Regions from separate parts of the Mus musculus genome. Here regions 2 and 3 are each linked to region 1. A link is a contact called in public HiChIP or PLAC-seq data. All regions are on one chromosome and are shown on one strand. The core of a region is the stretch at or near the end of the contact, and the rest is flanking DNA. Distances in the headings are between cores, read along the strand shown.

Region 1 (4,764 bases), core at 853-3,352:
TTCTACATTAGGGCTTTGTAGATTTGGTCTGCTCCCACCAAGAGGAGAGCAGGGGGTGGGGGGTGGGCTCAAGATAGTTTCAACCACTGCTCCCAAAATAATTCAGGCAGAGGAGGGCCTGGGATCTCACTTCATCCTCTAGAATATACAGATGGAAGTTCTGTTAGGCCAGTCACCTCAGCAGGGCTTACAGTCACTGTGGGCCGTAGCTGGAGCCATCAAGCACAGGATAAACAAAGTACATTGCATTTTGTTTGACATGTAATGCTGACAAAGCATTAGGGTTTTTACACACACACACACACACACACACACACACACACACATACACACACACACCTTTAAAAAATACAAATTATAACAAAGTAAACACCTGCTCAAAAGAATAAAAGAGGTGTCCCATAAACCTCTGTTCATCAAGATATTGTTTCAGAACCCTCTGTCTCTCTAGGTCACCAGCAGGTAGGTGAGTGACAACCTAGCCTATTGTTTCAGCAATAGCCCTTGTGAAGGAGCCCACCCTGCTCTGCACAAGTGGCCCAGTGTTCTCTAGCATGGCCATCACCTAGGCTGATCCTGGCAGAAGTAAAGACATTTCACACAAAGACCCTAGTTCCCCTCATTTCTATTCTAAGAATGTTGTGATGGGACCCTAAGGAATTGAGATTTCCCCAGTGTAGTACTGGGAGAAGAAAAAGAGAAGAACTTGTCTGCCAGGAAGAATTCTCTTCTAGTGCTGACAATGGGCACAATGACTGCAGGGGAGAAGAGACTGGAGACGGATTTGTGACCTAGATGGGTCAGGGAAGGGCAGGACTACACCTTGACCAGACCTGCTTAAATTTGCCTTCTATTTAAACCTAGACCTCATGTCAGGGCCCTGAAGGTGAACTTGGGAAGTGGTCACTGGCCCTTTATTTTTGCCTATTTCTAAAGCAAGAAGGTTGGGAAATCTTCAAGGTTTCAAAGCCCCTGATGGGTAGCAGGGACAACAGTTGGTGGAAGAGGGTGGGGTTCTAGAGGAAGGTAAACTTCCTGACTTTTTTACAGTCTAGAAATCTCCATGATCCCAAGTGGGTCCTAGAGGACAAGACCCAAAGGTGAGGAAGAAAAGAAAAAAAAGGAAAGGATGGGGGAGGAGGGGAAGGAAGAAGAAGATACGCATGGGGAGAGAAAGAACAAGAGGATGGTTATAGAGGAGTTGCAGATACCATATGCTATCAAGAAATATTTGGCAGGAAATGTAGGAAAGACCTTTGGGAATTGGAGAGAGGGACACACTTGTGAAGGGGTTAGGGGAAACAGAGGGGCCACAGCAAAGAAGGATCTGGGGTGGCAGGTCTGACAGGTAACTGGCATATTTCACTGAGGTAGGGAAATGAAAGATATGGGCCCAAGATTCTCCAGGGATGCCCCAGGCAGCCCAAGAGCTGGGTGGAGTCTGGAGAGGATTCTACACAGACTGACTGAAGGTATATCTACCTCATCTACCTCCATACTCAAAGACATGAGGTCAGGAAATGGTGGGAGGGTGGGGATAGTGCCAAGTCTTGTCCCTCCACTTTGAATATCCTTCTGGCCTCATGTTTCCAGGGACAGGAAAAGCAAAAGCAAAAATTAAAAAAAAAAATTAAAACCAACTAAACAAACAAAAAATAACCACAACAAAGAAAGCGACTTCAGTCTTTTTTCTTCCTATCTGATGTGGACTTTGAGCTTAGGAATTATATCCTTTGGGAAGACCTGAAACATTTGCATCTTAGTAGCCTGGATATGACAGTTTTAAGCATACCAGGTAGGGAGAAGCTATGAGGTTGGCCCTGCAATAAAGTGTGGCCCTGTCACTTGACTTCCTCAGTGACAGATTTCCCTTAGGACCAGTTTCCAGATGGAAGGGAAAGACTGCCCTGTCTGAGACGCCTGTATTCTACCTTCTGTGCTCCACCATGTTTAATGAAACTTCTTGTTTCTTGTGGTGTCTGGCAAGCAGTGAGGCACTTGTTCCGGGAACATAGAACAAAGGGACCCTCCCAAAGGCCTGGCTGTTTCCTTGTTTCTAAGTCTTTATTGATTTTTTTTTAATTACAGCTTTCTTTTCAAACAACTGGAGGCTCTTTAGTGCAGGGCATACTTCCTGGCTTGTCCCTTGGCTGTTACCCCACCTTCTCTCATGTGTCCCCATCTCCAACAGCTGGAAAATAAGCCACCTGGATTTCCCGACATCCCCAAATTTCTGAGTCAGTACAGAACCCTCTTCTAGTGTTCATTTTTTCCATACGGGGCACTTCAGCCTACCTATCCACTTATCTGTTCAACCTCTGTCGTCTTCTCCCTCTCTCCACCTCCTCCACTCCCCATTTCCTTTCTTTCCTACATTTTAAAAAATATTTTAATGACTTATTTTATGTATATGTGGTCTATCTGCATGTACACCTACATGCCAGAAGAGGGCATCAGATCTTACTACAGGTGGTTGTGAACCACCATGCGGTTGCTGGGAATTGAACTCTGGACCTCTGGAAGAGCAACCAATAATGCTCTTAACTGCTGAGCCAACTCTCCAGCCCTGCTTCCATACTTTTGTCTAAAAGTGCTGGGGATGCGGGCTAGATCATGCTGGGCAAGTGCTAATGCTGGGCAAGTGCTCTCTGTTTGGGCTGCACATAGCTCTCTTGCCTTCTTCTCCCAGAGTGTTGTTCTGGATCTCTGACAATATTTTTCAAATGTCAGTATTAAGACAAGACTTTTCCTGTCCTTAAACTGAAAAGAAAGGTGGCCTTTCATTGCATCTCTGTTGCCCTCCAGCTTGTCACCTTAGCTGTTCCCACCTGAGGCTGTGTTTAGAATCAGCACAAGGTCCCTGCTTGCTACCTGGTCCTCTTTAAACCATATGGAAAACAGTATTGCTTCTGGAAGGGAGCCATTTACTGTACCTGGACCTTAGAGATGTCATCAGCATAACAGCACAATGAACTGGCCCATCCCATGAAGGACTGTGTATGTTCTGGCAGGAAGCCATTTACTGTTTCTGAACCTTAGAGACTATTAGATAGTGTCATAAGTCACTCACACAGCTGCCACAATGTGGTTACTGTCTGAGAACCAGGATGTAACTGGGAGTTAGCAGGAGGTTTGATCTGTCCTCCAGTGTCCTATTCCCTGGATGCTTGATGGCTCTAGTAAGGTTTCCTCATAAGAACAGTCTTTTCAGGCCACTGCCATCCCAAGTCCCCTTGATTCAGGAAACTTCCTGGAACAGAGGAGCAGATACTCTTTCAGGCCAGTGACCTGACCTTTGTCCCACTGTCTTACAGTGTATTTGGAATATAAACATTTGGTTCCAAGCAGTCTGAGACTGTAAGCCAGCTGTAAGCCCATGACAGCTAAAAATCCCAGCATTCGAGAAAAAGCTCAGAGCCAGAGTGGGACATCAACACTTATACAGCTCTTCTACAAAATGCACATCACCTGGAAACAGCAGGTGACTCAAATCCAAGGTCCTCTTACCACTCACAACCCAGTTTTCCCCCAAAGAGGCTCAATCAGATATTGTTCCATCTTCAAGGGGATGGAACAGCATTGCAACCAAGCACAGCTTACAAGCTGGACCAAACAGAGCATGCTAAGGAATGGATGAACCTTGGACACAGTCTGCAGGTGACATGGTATCACCTACTATTCTCATTTTTAGTTTTTGATAGTGCCCAGGGGCCATGGAAATGCTACCTTGAGGGAATCAGAGCTAAGAATGCTACCACAACCCTTAGTCAGGCTGCATTTAAAAATTCAAAGGTAAGACATTAAGGGGCCTGGAGAGGTTACTCAGAGGTTAAGAGAACATGCTGGTGCTGCTCTTGCAAAGGATGTGGGTTCAGTTCTCTGCATACACACTGCCGGCAACTCACAACCACTTTAACTGCAGATCCTGAACCCTCTTTTGTCCTTCATGGACACTGCATACACATGGTGAACCCAAACACGCATGTACATAAAATAAAAACACATCTTTCTTTTAAAAGATAAAAACAGTGAAGTAAACTTGGAATTAAGGATGAGTCTTGTCTAGAATGCAGCCAAATGAGACAACAGGAAGAAAACACACAACTGAGTGGTATGGAGGGAGGACATCTGACATCCACCATGAGGACAGAATCCCAGAGGCTGTGGGGAAATTTGATGACTGGGAACTTTCTAGAATATTAAGAAACCTCAAATCCTGGACTCAGGAGATGGATTGGGAGCTGAGGGTGGTATGGTGTAGATAAAAGAAAGCATCACATCTAAAGGCAGCAGAAGACATTTCAGAGCATCAGAGGAGAAAGAAAAATCAAAGGACAACCTGATAACCAGACGGGAGCTGTGGGACTGTGATAGGCAGCCTATTTTGGTTGAATGGGGCTTGCTCTGGTGACCCAATACAGAAATCTACAAGCGATGGAAAGGCAAGCCACCTTCCCAGAATCAGATGCATGTCCATAATTCTGTAACTATCAGTCACACAGACAATGTCCCAAGCTTCTGGCATTCTAGCTAGACTCCACCCCCACAGTTACCTGACTATAGCCAGGTATGCTCCTCCCCACAGTTACCTGGCAACAGCAAGATAGCCCACTAGACTTGGCCCCTCCTCGCTCTCTTTAGCCCTAACCTTTCTTACTCTCTGGCCCTCCTTCTCTCTTTTCCTCACCCCCCCCCTTCACGTGGCCATGGCTGGCCTCTCTCTTTCTACTTTCTCTACTTTCTCCCTGTCTTTCTACAATAAGG
Region 2 (4,764 bases), core at 1,661-4,160, 210 kb after region 1:
TACTGTTACAGATCATAATGTAAATATCTGATATACAGGAACTGCTTCTAGGGCTAATAGGAGAACCAACCTTAGCTCCAGCAAACAGTTCTATAGAACACCCTCTTTGTAGCCTACATCCCCCTCCATCATTATCTCAGGTCCCTCCCTCCCCTCTGATGTTTTTCTTCAATGATCAATCTCATGCTTTGCTTCCCTCATTGCACACACTATGCCATCTGTACCCTGCCTGCATGCAGTGTCTCCTTGACACTCCCCACTCCCCAAATATGGCACATAGTTGAAAGTCACCTCCAAGCCAGATCTTGGTGCAGCACTTGCCTCTCCCTAAGTCTAGACCAACCCCTGAAGAACACTTGATGCCTGGTACCAGGCACAGCACGCTCGCTGCGAATATCTCCATAAAAGTATTTCACCATTCTCCATTCCCAGTACCAGCTTCTCTGATCGGGCCAGGTTTAAGAGCAGCAAATGAAAATTCCACTGACCTCTTAAAATAGATCCTCATGTCACTCTTGTAAATGCAGTTATGAAAATGTAAGCCTCATGACAGGATGGCCCCAGTTACTTCCAACTCACAGGAACCAGCTTCCCTTTAAGCATCAGCAAGCTGACCCCGCCTCTTCTCCGTACCCTCCTGCCTCCTTCCCTGGAGATCCTAAACCGTCCATTACACACTGCTGCCTGCAATTGCTCTCCTGACGCCCCTGTTGTAACTTCTCGCAACACAAGTATGTCTATTCATTGAATCAGACATGATTTCACAGGACCACAGGCTGCACTCATTTCTTCAGGGTGAGCTGTGATGGCCTTCACTGAATTGTCATCCAGTACCCAAAGAAGCTGGTTCAAGAAGTACACAGGGCGTATAGCTCTTTTCCTGGGAGATCAGAACAGAGCCACATGGGTGAGGAGATGGAGCAGAAGGCTGGGAACAACAGAGCTTCATGCCTACCCTTCTGAATTAGGAGACAAAACTGCCAGTTAGTCAGGGCTTCAAGCTGCTGGAGGGTGGGCACCCACAGTGACTCCATGTCCCTCCCTATACCTGTGGACCAAGCCAGGGGATAAATGGATGAATGTAGTTTCCTGCCCTGGGTGAAGGAAGACCCGCCCTAGGAGACTCTAAGCGAGAGTCTCTCAGGTCCCATTCATGCCCACAGACTCTCAAAGGATGCCTGGACAGTGGGCCAGCTGGTGCCTCTAGGATAGCAGCCGTGTGCTGGATCATCTCGGTGTTTCCTTCTATTTTGAGTGGAGTCTACTGGCCTGTATTTGTGTGTGCTCTGGCTCCCCAAAGCACCCACAGACTCAACTCTAAGGACACAGTTCCTGTGCCAGTCCTGTTCAAAGCTCTCCACCCTGATTCACTGGCCTTTCCCAGCCTGGGATCCCAACTATGTTCCCACCCAGCCCTCTGTGCACTAGCCCACTCTGCTTTCCACTAGATTTCCACTAGAGGCTAGATTTCCTCACAGCACCTGTCTCCTACTAAACTACCCTTCCTAGATAGATGGCTCAGGTCAGTGCAGAGTGTGCCAACAACCCCTGCACACCCAGCAACCTTCTTCCTTCATGTCCTTGTCACTCTTGTGTAACCACCGTTACTTATAGTCTACACTGCCTCTTGCACCTCTTCTTTTGTCCCTTGGGTGTATGAAAGGTGTCCACAAACGTTTACCACAGAAATGGCCTGGTAGAACAATCTGGGAAAGTTATCCTGAACAGGTGTCAGACATATGTTACAAATGAGAATCTGAGTCTGGCCAGCCTTTATGCCACTGTTGGTGACCAGTTTTATGCTCTATTATACCTGAAAAATGCAGCAATGTCTTCCCTACCTTCTGCACAGATAACCTTTCAGGAAAAAAATGACAGGACACCCCATGGCAACAGTGGTCCTTCTCAAAGGTAATCTCTCTAAGACAGCCTTGTAATTGTAGCTGGCTTTGTATGGTCCAGGCTTCCATGAACATAGACTTCTGGCTCAGTCTCCAGAGTACTGGGATTATAAGCATTTGCCATCAACCTAGCTGTGGTTGGTGTTTTAATCTACCCATTTGTCTTCTGGAAAAACAAACTACCTTGTCTGTTCCCCAAAGAGAACTAGTATATTCTTTGCTGACATTTGTGGAAAAGCATGAATCAAAGACGGAAAAACAAACCTCATCAGGAGAAAACTTAGTGCTTTTTCCCTTTAATAATCCGATCTAAAGGTTTTATTTCAGAGTAAAGCAGTAATTTCAGGGCAAGTCTGAGGAGGAAGCTGCAGTAGGTAAGACATGGAAAGCCGGTAGGTTTGAAGCAAAATATGGTTGGGGTGGGGTGTATAGGCGATCAAGTCTCAGCAACTACTCTGCACTTTCCAGGGAGTACTGTCTCTGCCACCCCTGAGGTTTCCCAAAGTCGGAGAATTCAGGTTTTACTTTTAAAATTGCCTTCAGGACCTCAAGCGGTGGCCTGCACAAGCACCTCCATGGGAGGATTCTGACGGGCTCTAGCATATGTTTTTTTAAAAGAAGCGTTGGCAGCTTTAAATTCAGGCACAGGTCCACGTGTCTCCAGCTCACATTCTAGCTTCTACCATTTTAAACCACCTCGGAGGAGGGGTACGCTTATGAGCATGTGTGAAGAGGCCCTCCACCATTCCATGAAGTGTTGGGGGGGGGGGGAATAAGCGCGCCCTCGCCCACCACTGCCTCTCTCGTCCTACCTCTGCCCTCTCAAAACTCACCTCAGGAGCACGCAGGCTCCACCTGGCCCCCACCTGTCCACCCTTTTCCCAGATAGTAGGTGGGCACATGTCTCCAGCCTGTCTTGCCACTGTGGTCCCTGGGCCACCAAAAGGTAGAGACGAGTGAGGCGCCAGGGCCTGGGAGCCACGGCACAGCCTCGGACTTTCTTAAACGCCAAAGGGGCTGGAGACGAAGGCCCCTCCCTGGGCTGTGCCCGAAAACCGGGTAAGGCGGCCGGGTAGCCGGGAAGGGACTGTAGAGACTTGAGCCCGCAGCCACGCAGGGCCTGGCGGTGGCCGCTGGGCCTGGGCGCACTAGGGGCGCAGCGCCTGAGCCCGCGCCGGGGCGGGGGGCGCCGAGCCCGCGAGTGGGCGGTCGGGCGCCGGTTGGCGTGGGCCGAGCGCGCGGAGGGCAGTTGGCAGGGGCCGGGCGCTCGGAACCCAGGCTGGGCACTTAGGGCAGAGGCCAAGCCCGCGGCAGCGGAACCCGGCGGGCGCAGGGCGATCCCGGAGCGGCTCCGGATTCCAGCCGGGTTTTGACTCCGATCGCCCACGGCGCCCGCGGCCCCGACTGTAACAAAGAACAGGCGGCGCGGCGGCCGGACCGGGGCGGGCGTGGGGGGCGCGGCTGGAGGCCGAGCCCGGGCCAGGCGCGGGCCGCGGGCCGCAGCAAGGGGCGCGCGGTGGGGCAGCGGCGAGCATGGGCCCGGGGCTTTACCTGCCTGTGGAATGTGCAGAGCGGGGTCGGATCCGGACTCCGGGTTGCGATCCGCTCCGGAAACTGCGCAGCACCGGAAGCCGGGGGGGCGGTGGCGCGGCATCGTGGGAGTTGTAGTGCGCAGCGCAGGCCGACGGGCGGGCCCAGGGCTCCGGGTGTTTGCACCTGGAGCTGGGAACTTCGGGCTGTGTTAACAGGGAGTCAGGGATAAAGAACTGCGTGTTGTGGGAACTGGCTGGGGCTTTGTAGCCAGAGAGCCCAGGAAACGGCTGCGTGATTGAGGAACCCATGGGCAGAGATGCGTGGTTGCAGATATGGAGGATGGTTGCCTTCCTGAATGGGGAGCGGGTAACTGTCAATGTGGATGGGGAACAGGAGAGAGACTATATGGAGGCCTGGTGAAGCGGGCTGTGAGGATTCAGGGTAAGGGACTGAGTGAACAAAAAAGCTGGGGAGAGAGGCTGTGTGATCCATGAGAGGTGGCCAGATGGTATGTGAACCGAGGAGTTAAGGTTAGAGCTGTGTGTGTGTGAATGAGGCAGGCAGTGTAGTGAACTGAGCAGACAAGGACATCTTTGCCCTTCAAGACACCTTTAAGCCCGGGCGGTGGTGGCACACGCCTTTAACACCAGCACTTGGGAGGCAGAGGCAGGTGGATTTCTGAGTTCGAGGCCAGTCTGGTCTACAAAGTGAGTTCCAGGACAGCCAGTGCTATACAGAGAAACCCTGTCCTCGGGGGAGGGGGGGGGGACGACACACCTTTAAAACAGGTACACACCCCATCATCCCCTATACCACTTTCATTGGTATTGCTCATTCTTTAAAACAGGTACACACACATCATCCCCTATACCACTTTCATTGGTATTGCTCATTCTAAGTGCTCAGAAGGCCACTTCTTTCATCTTCTACATATGAAACAGGACTAAGTATAAATAAAATCAGGCTGTTTACAAGAAAAACCAGTGTAAATCTGAGACCAAGGAAGACATGTAGGCTGAATGGATTATCATCTACTAAGCTTCGCGCTTTGCCTTGGAACAGGATATGAAAGCAGACTTACTTGAAAGACTTTCCCTTGAAAAGGGAGCTCTCAATGTCAGGGCTCCCTGCTCCTACAGGACCCCCATAGGAACTGGTGACCTCAAGGTTGTTTTCACCATATTTAGCTGCTTAGGCACTCAGCCCATGGTAGTGGTGACCCAAGAAACCAGCTACTTTTTTTGGTTTGGTTTTGGTTTTGTTTGGTTTTTCAAGACAGGGTTTCTCTGTGTAGCTCTGGCTGTCCTGGAACTCACTCTGTAGACCGGAA
Region 3 (4,764 bases), core at 726-3,225, 150 kb before region 1:
GACTCAGCCCTAGACCTACAGGCTTTCTAAGTTCCTGGTATTGGGTCCAAGAATCTGTCTTTCAAGAAAATGCCCTCATTTGGGTACTTTGGCTTCCCACCCGCTGGGAATGAGGATAATAACCCTGAGGATTTAGGGGGCATCCTAGGAAGTCACTGGAAAACTGGGTGATGAGATTCTTTCTATGTGTGGCAGAGACACCAACAGCAGGTTTCCTGTTTATGTGGCAACAGCTTTCCCACACATCCATCATGCAGTCAGAACTGGCCGCTCAAAGTGTTCTGTTACATGCCATCCGATGAGTGAGTGCCTCTGTGTCTTTACATGCAGTGGAGGTCAGGGAACAATGTTCTATGGGGCCCAGACCTCTGTACACTCAGGGGTTCGGAGGTACAAGGAGGATGGGGTTTGGTGGCCATCCATAGTGTCACTGTGGCCTTTGTCAAACATTTGTCTAAAGTTTGTTGGGGGAAAATAAGGACTGAGAGATGGAGTGAGAGCTTTAGCAGCAGCAGCCAAGAGTCCTAGAGAGGACAGCACAGACAGGCCACTCTGATGAGGCAACAAAGGAAAGTGGCCTGGGAAGTTGGACTCTCTAGTGTCTCTGAGGTCCTCCAGGATTCAGCATCAGTGGTGGTGCCCAGACAAAGGAGACAGAATATGCAGAAAGACCACTCACCTCTTGCAGGCCAACATCTGCTGCCCTGCTTGTAAGGCCTAGATATAGACACTTACACCAAGACTCTGAATACCTACTACATGCAACAAAAATGGCAACAGAGTGAGAAGTTTGTGGTTTCTTGTTTTCAAATTCAAGAAGCACTAAAAGTTGTTAGCATTCCTCCTAGGCTCCGCCCAACAGTTACCTGGCAACAGCCAGGTAGGCCTGACTTGCTATATATAAAAGGGGCTGTTTGGCCCCTCCTCACTCTTTTCTCTTTTCTTTTCTCTCTCTCTTCTCTCTTCTCTTCTCTTTTCTCTTCCCTTTTTTCTTTTTCTCTTTTCCCTTTTCCCTTTTCCTCCTCCTCTCCTTCCCTCTCCCTCTCCTCTCCTCTCCTCTCCTTCCTCTTCTTCCTCTCCTTCTTCCTCTCCTTCTTCTTCTTCTTCCTCTTCCTCTCCTTCCTTCTTTCTTTCTTCTTTCTTCCTTCTTCCTTCTTCCTTCTTCCTTCTTCCTTCTTCCTTCTTCTTCCTTCTTCCTTCTTCCTTCTTCTTCTTCTTCTTCTTCTTCTTCTTCTTCTTCTTCTTCTTCTTCTTCTTCTCCTTCTCCTTCTCCTTCTCCTTCTCCTTCTTCTCTCTCTCTCTCTCTCTCTCTCTCTCTCTCTCTCTCTCTCTCTCTCTCTCTCTCTCCCTCCTTCCCTCTCTCTCCTCCCTTCTCAGCTCCCCTTTGCATGCCCTAAATAAACTCTATTCTACAATATACCCACCATATGACTACCTCAGGGAAAAAGGATGCCTCATCATGGGCTCACCTCACCATACCTGGCTCTACTAAACATATCCTGGCTCTTTTTTTATATATAAAACACACACCAAAAAATACCTTTTTTAATAATCTATTTCAAAATGAAATGTTTTCACAGGAGTTTCTTAGCATTAAAACCTCCGATCTTAGTCACTCTTCTCTGCGAAGAGACACCATGAGTAAGGCAGCTCTTATAAAAGAAAGCATTTAGTCGGGGGTGTGCTTACAGTGGCAGTAGTTTAGTACCAGTATAATCACGGCAGGAAGCATGGTTCTGGAGCAGTAGTTGAGAGCTATACCCTGATTCAGAGAAGGGGAAAGAGGAAAGAGGAGAGGGAAGCAGAGGGGAGGGGAGGGGAGGACAGGGGAGGGGAAGAGAGGGAAGAGAGGAGAGACTGGCCCTGGCATGGGCTTTTGAAATCTCAAAGCCCACCCACCCCTAATGGCATGCTTCCTTCAACAAAGCCACACTTTCCAATCCTTCTGTTTTAAAACAATTCCACTCCCTGATGAGTAAGCGTTCAAACATACAAGTCTATCAGGCCATTCTTATTCAAACCACCACACCCCAAAGGACTCAGAGTTTACATGTTTGATTTGTCACAGGTTTGATTTGTTACAGTTTTCTGGCTGCTCAGCCTGCATGGTTAGAACTCCTGTGAAGCAGTGTAGCTGTCTCCTCGCTGCAGACAGACACCTGCTACCCTACTATCACGTGGCAACTCTCACAAAAATCACAATCCATCTTAGGAGAAAAAAAGAATGGAATTAGAACTTCCTTGGGCTTGCAAGATACAGAAACAAACTATGACCGTCTCCTCCCCTCCCTTCCCAAAAGAAAAAGAGCTTAGCACTTCTGCCCTTCTATGTCAAACTCCTTCACTTTGGGTCACCTGTTCACCTCTGCATATGGTCCCTCAAGGAGTGCTTAGCCTTTACATTAGTCCCTTAAGAAGTGTTCCCCATCCCAGGCTAAAGGCACAGAGAATAGCCACTGCCACTAAAGAAAGAAACTGAAGAAAATAGTAAAAGATTGAAAAATACCCCACGCTCCTGGACTAGAATAATTAATTGGGTGGAAATGGCCATTTTGCCAAAAGCAATCTACAGATTCAGGGTACTCTCGCTCCATAGCTACTCTGCCTCTTCGTGCAAATAGGAAAAAATTGTAAATTTAAATGGTAACACTCACAATACACACACATATACTACCTACTCATACACACACCACATACTACACATACTTATATACCACACAGATATACATACACATACACCACACACTCATACACACGCCACACACTACACACACTTATATACCACACACACACACACACTCACACATAACACACACTCATATACCACACATACACCAAACAGACTCATACACCACATACACTCATACCACACAAATACACTCACATACCACATACACATTCACACACCACACATACTCATAGATCACACACCACACATAACACACTCAGATAACACACTTACACACCACACATATATAAACACATACACCACACTCATATACACACTATACATAACCATACTTACACACTATGTACATATATATATATATATATACATATATCACATACACACATAAAATAGAATAGCGAAAGCAATGTAAACAAAAAGAATATGGCAAGAGGTATCACCACACCTGATTTCAAGTTATACCATAGAACCATGGTCTTAAAACAACATAGTACCAGCACAGGTCAACGGAATAGAACTGAAGGCCCGGGTAGTAATCCACACTTATACAGCCACCTGATTTTTTTACAAACATGTCAAAAAAAATACACGTTAGAGAAAAGATAGCATCTTCAACAAATAGGGTTCTAGGAAGCTTGTATTTGACATGAAGAAAAATGTTAATGTCACCTTCACCTTTCACCCTGCACAAAAATCCAAACAATCAAGGACTTTAACATAAGACCTGATGTCATGAAACTGTCATGCTGAATAAACCATCTTGTGTCTCATAGTGTCTCCTGGGGTGTGCAAGAGCTAGGCTTGGCTTCTAGTTATAATAGCCTCCAGTCAGAAGAACATCCTACACAATTCACCCTCAAGCCTCCAGCCTGCCAAAGCCCTGCAGCCATCTTTCTGTCGTCATCCAGGCAAAGTCCATTTGCTTCCCCACTTCTGCCCTGCAGTAATCTCATCGTCACTCGTGGTGACCTTTGCATTGTAACTAGCCGCCCCCGCCCCCTGCCCCACCCTCTCCCCAGTGCAAACTGCAGTGTGCTTACTGCTTCTCAGTGCCAAATTATCAACTATGAGCACCCTCTGTATCTAAGGTAAGTGTGTGGAGAAATGCTCCTGGTCAACCTTTTATGCTACAAGTAGTTACATGGTATCTCACAGTAGTCTGATGAGATACCCTACAGACAGTGGGATGCTGGCCACAAGTACAAAAGTTTAAAGGGTAACTCAAATTCTCAGTAACCATATTAGTAACCATTTAAAACAATTAGATTGTTTACTCTTTCAAATTAGATTAAATGCAAAACAAATTGTAGGGAATAAATATTTTTTAATTTTGAAAAAAAAAAAAAGACTAATGACTATAGGCAGAGCTCCTACAATGAGCAGGAGCCCCACTCTGTCCTCAGTTTTCAGACTACTTCCTGATGGTAACTGTAAGCTAAGGCTGGGTGAGGCTCAAGGACATCTCAGCAAGGCAGGCCCCACCAGACATGTTGGAAACACTGGCACTGAACACCTAGCTTCGAGGTCTGGCAGCATGGGTCTTGTTTTCCTCTTCATCTAGCTTTGTCTATGCTAACACCAGAATGATTATCGCCCCTGTGATCAGTGCGATCTGATCTTCCTAAGGGAGGCTCCACACTTGGAACAAGCCAACACACAGCCATCTTGGCTACAGCCATACCATTTGAGTTGCTAGTGTTTCTAGTATATCCTACAGGGTGGCAGAAGCTGAAACCACTCTGCTAAGGAGCCCTTGCTCAAAGCTGGTTTACCAGGCCATATCTGCAGGATGAGCTTGAAAGCATGTGTAAAAGCAGAGGGGAATAAAGGTGGCTACAAACTTCTGATGTTCCTCCGTGGCCTCTGCTGACAGTCTCCTCCACACCATGTGCATGGTAAGTGAGTGAGACGCAGGCAAAGGCCATACACAACTTATACTGAAAACCCCATCAGAGTCGAGTCCAATGAAGGTCCTTTGACTTTTTATTATTGAAAAAAAAAAAAGTAATTTATCTTCCTTCCAAGTACAAACCAAGGCCTGACTTTACTTAGCTTCTGTGATCAGACAAGACCAG

What was found. HiChIP or PLAC-seq counts read pairs in DNA pulled down with a chosen protein or histone mark.
Region 2: a contact with region 1 is called in a FOXA1 HiChIP or PLAC-seq map of pancreatic cancer cells. The contact joins the promoter of Prdm15 here to the enhancer-like site in region 1. A contact is called at or near these places in 1 of 39 promoter capture datasets (embryonic stem cells) and 5 of 115 datasets of contacts at active chromatin or transcription factors (the SCID.adh cell line, embryonic stem cells, extraembryonic endoderm stem cells and 1 more).
Region 3: a contact with region 1 is called in an HNF4G HiChIP or PLAC-seq map of pancreatic cancer cells. The contact joins two enhancer-like sites. A contact is called at or near these places in 3 of 39 promoter capture datasets (hippocampal neurons, liver and pre-B cells) and 1 of 115 datasets of contacts at active chromatin or transcription factors (pancreatic cancer cells).

What each region holds. Positions count from the first base shown.
Region 1 is chr16:97,641,864-97,646,627 of GRCm38.p6, forward strand. It overlaps a transcript of Tmprss2 not described here. Among named protein-coding and RNA genes, the nearest start is that of Gm41512, 26 kb to the right of the region's middle. Within about 2 kb of position 2,103, at least 18 of the 459 cell types and tissues checked have an H3K27ac peak or open chromatin away from gene starts, as enhancers often do. A contact at or near this core is called in pancreatic cancer cells, where this site is marked.
Region 2 is chr16:97,848,317-97,853,080 of GRCm38.p6, forward strand. Prdm15 (PR domain containing 15) reads right to left here and starts at 2,911. Exons shown (of 24, transcript NM_144789.2): 1 at 2,735-2,911. The coding sequence starts at 2,803.
Region 3 is chr16:97,494,231-97,498,994 of GRCm38.p6, forward strand. The region is part of intron 2 of Fam3b (family with sequence similarity 3, member B); the gene reads right to left. Among named protein-coding and RNA genes, the nearest start is that of Fam3b, 8.3 kb to the right of the region's middle. Within about 2 kb of position 1,976, at least 35 of the 459 cell types and tissues checked have an H3K27ac peak or open chromatin away from gene starts, as enhancers often do. A contact at or near this core is called in pancreatic cancer cells, where this site is marked.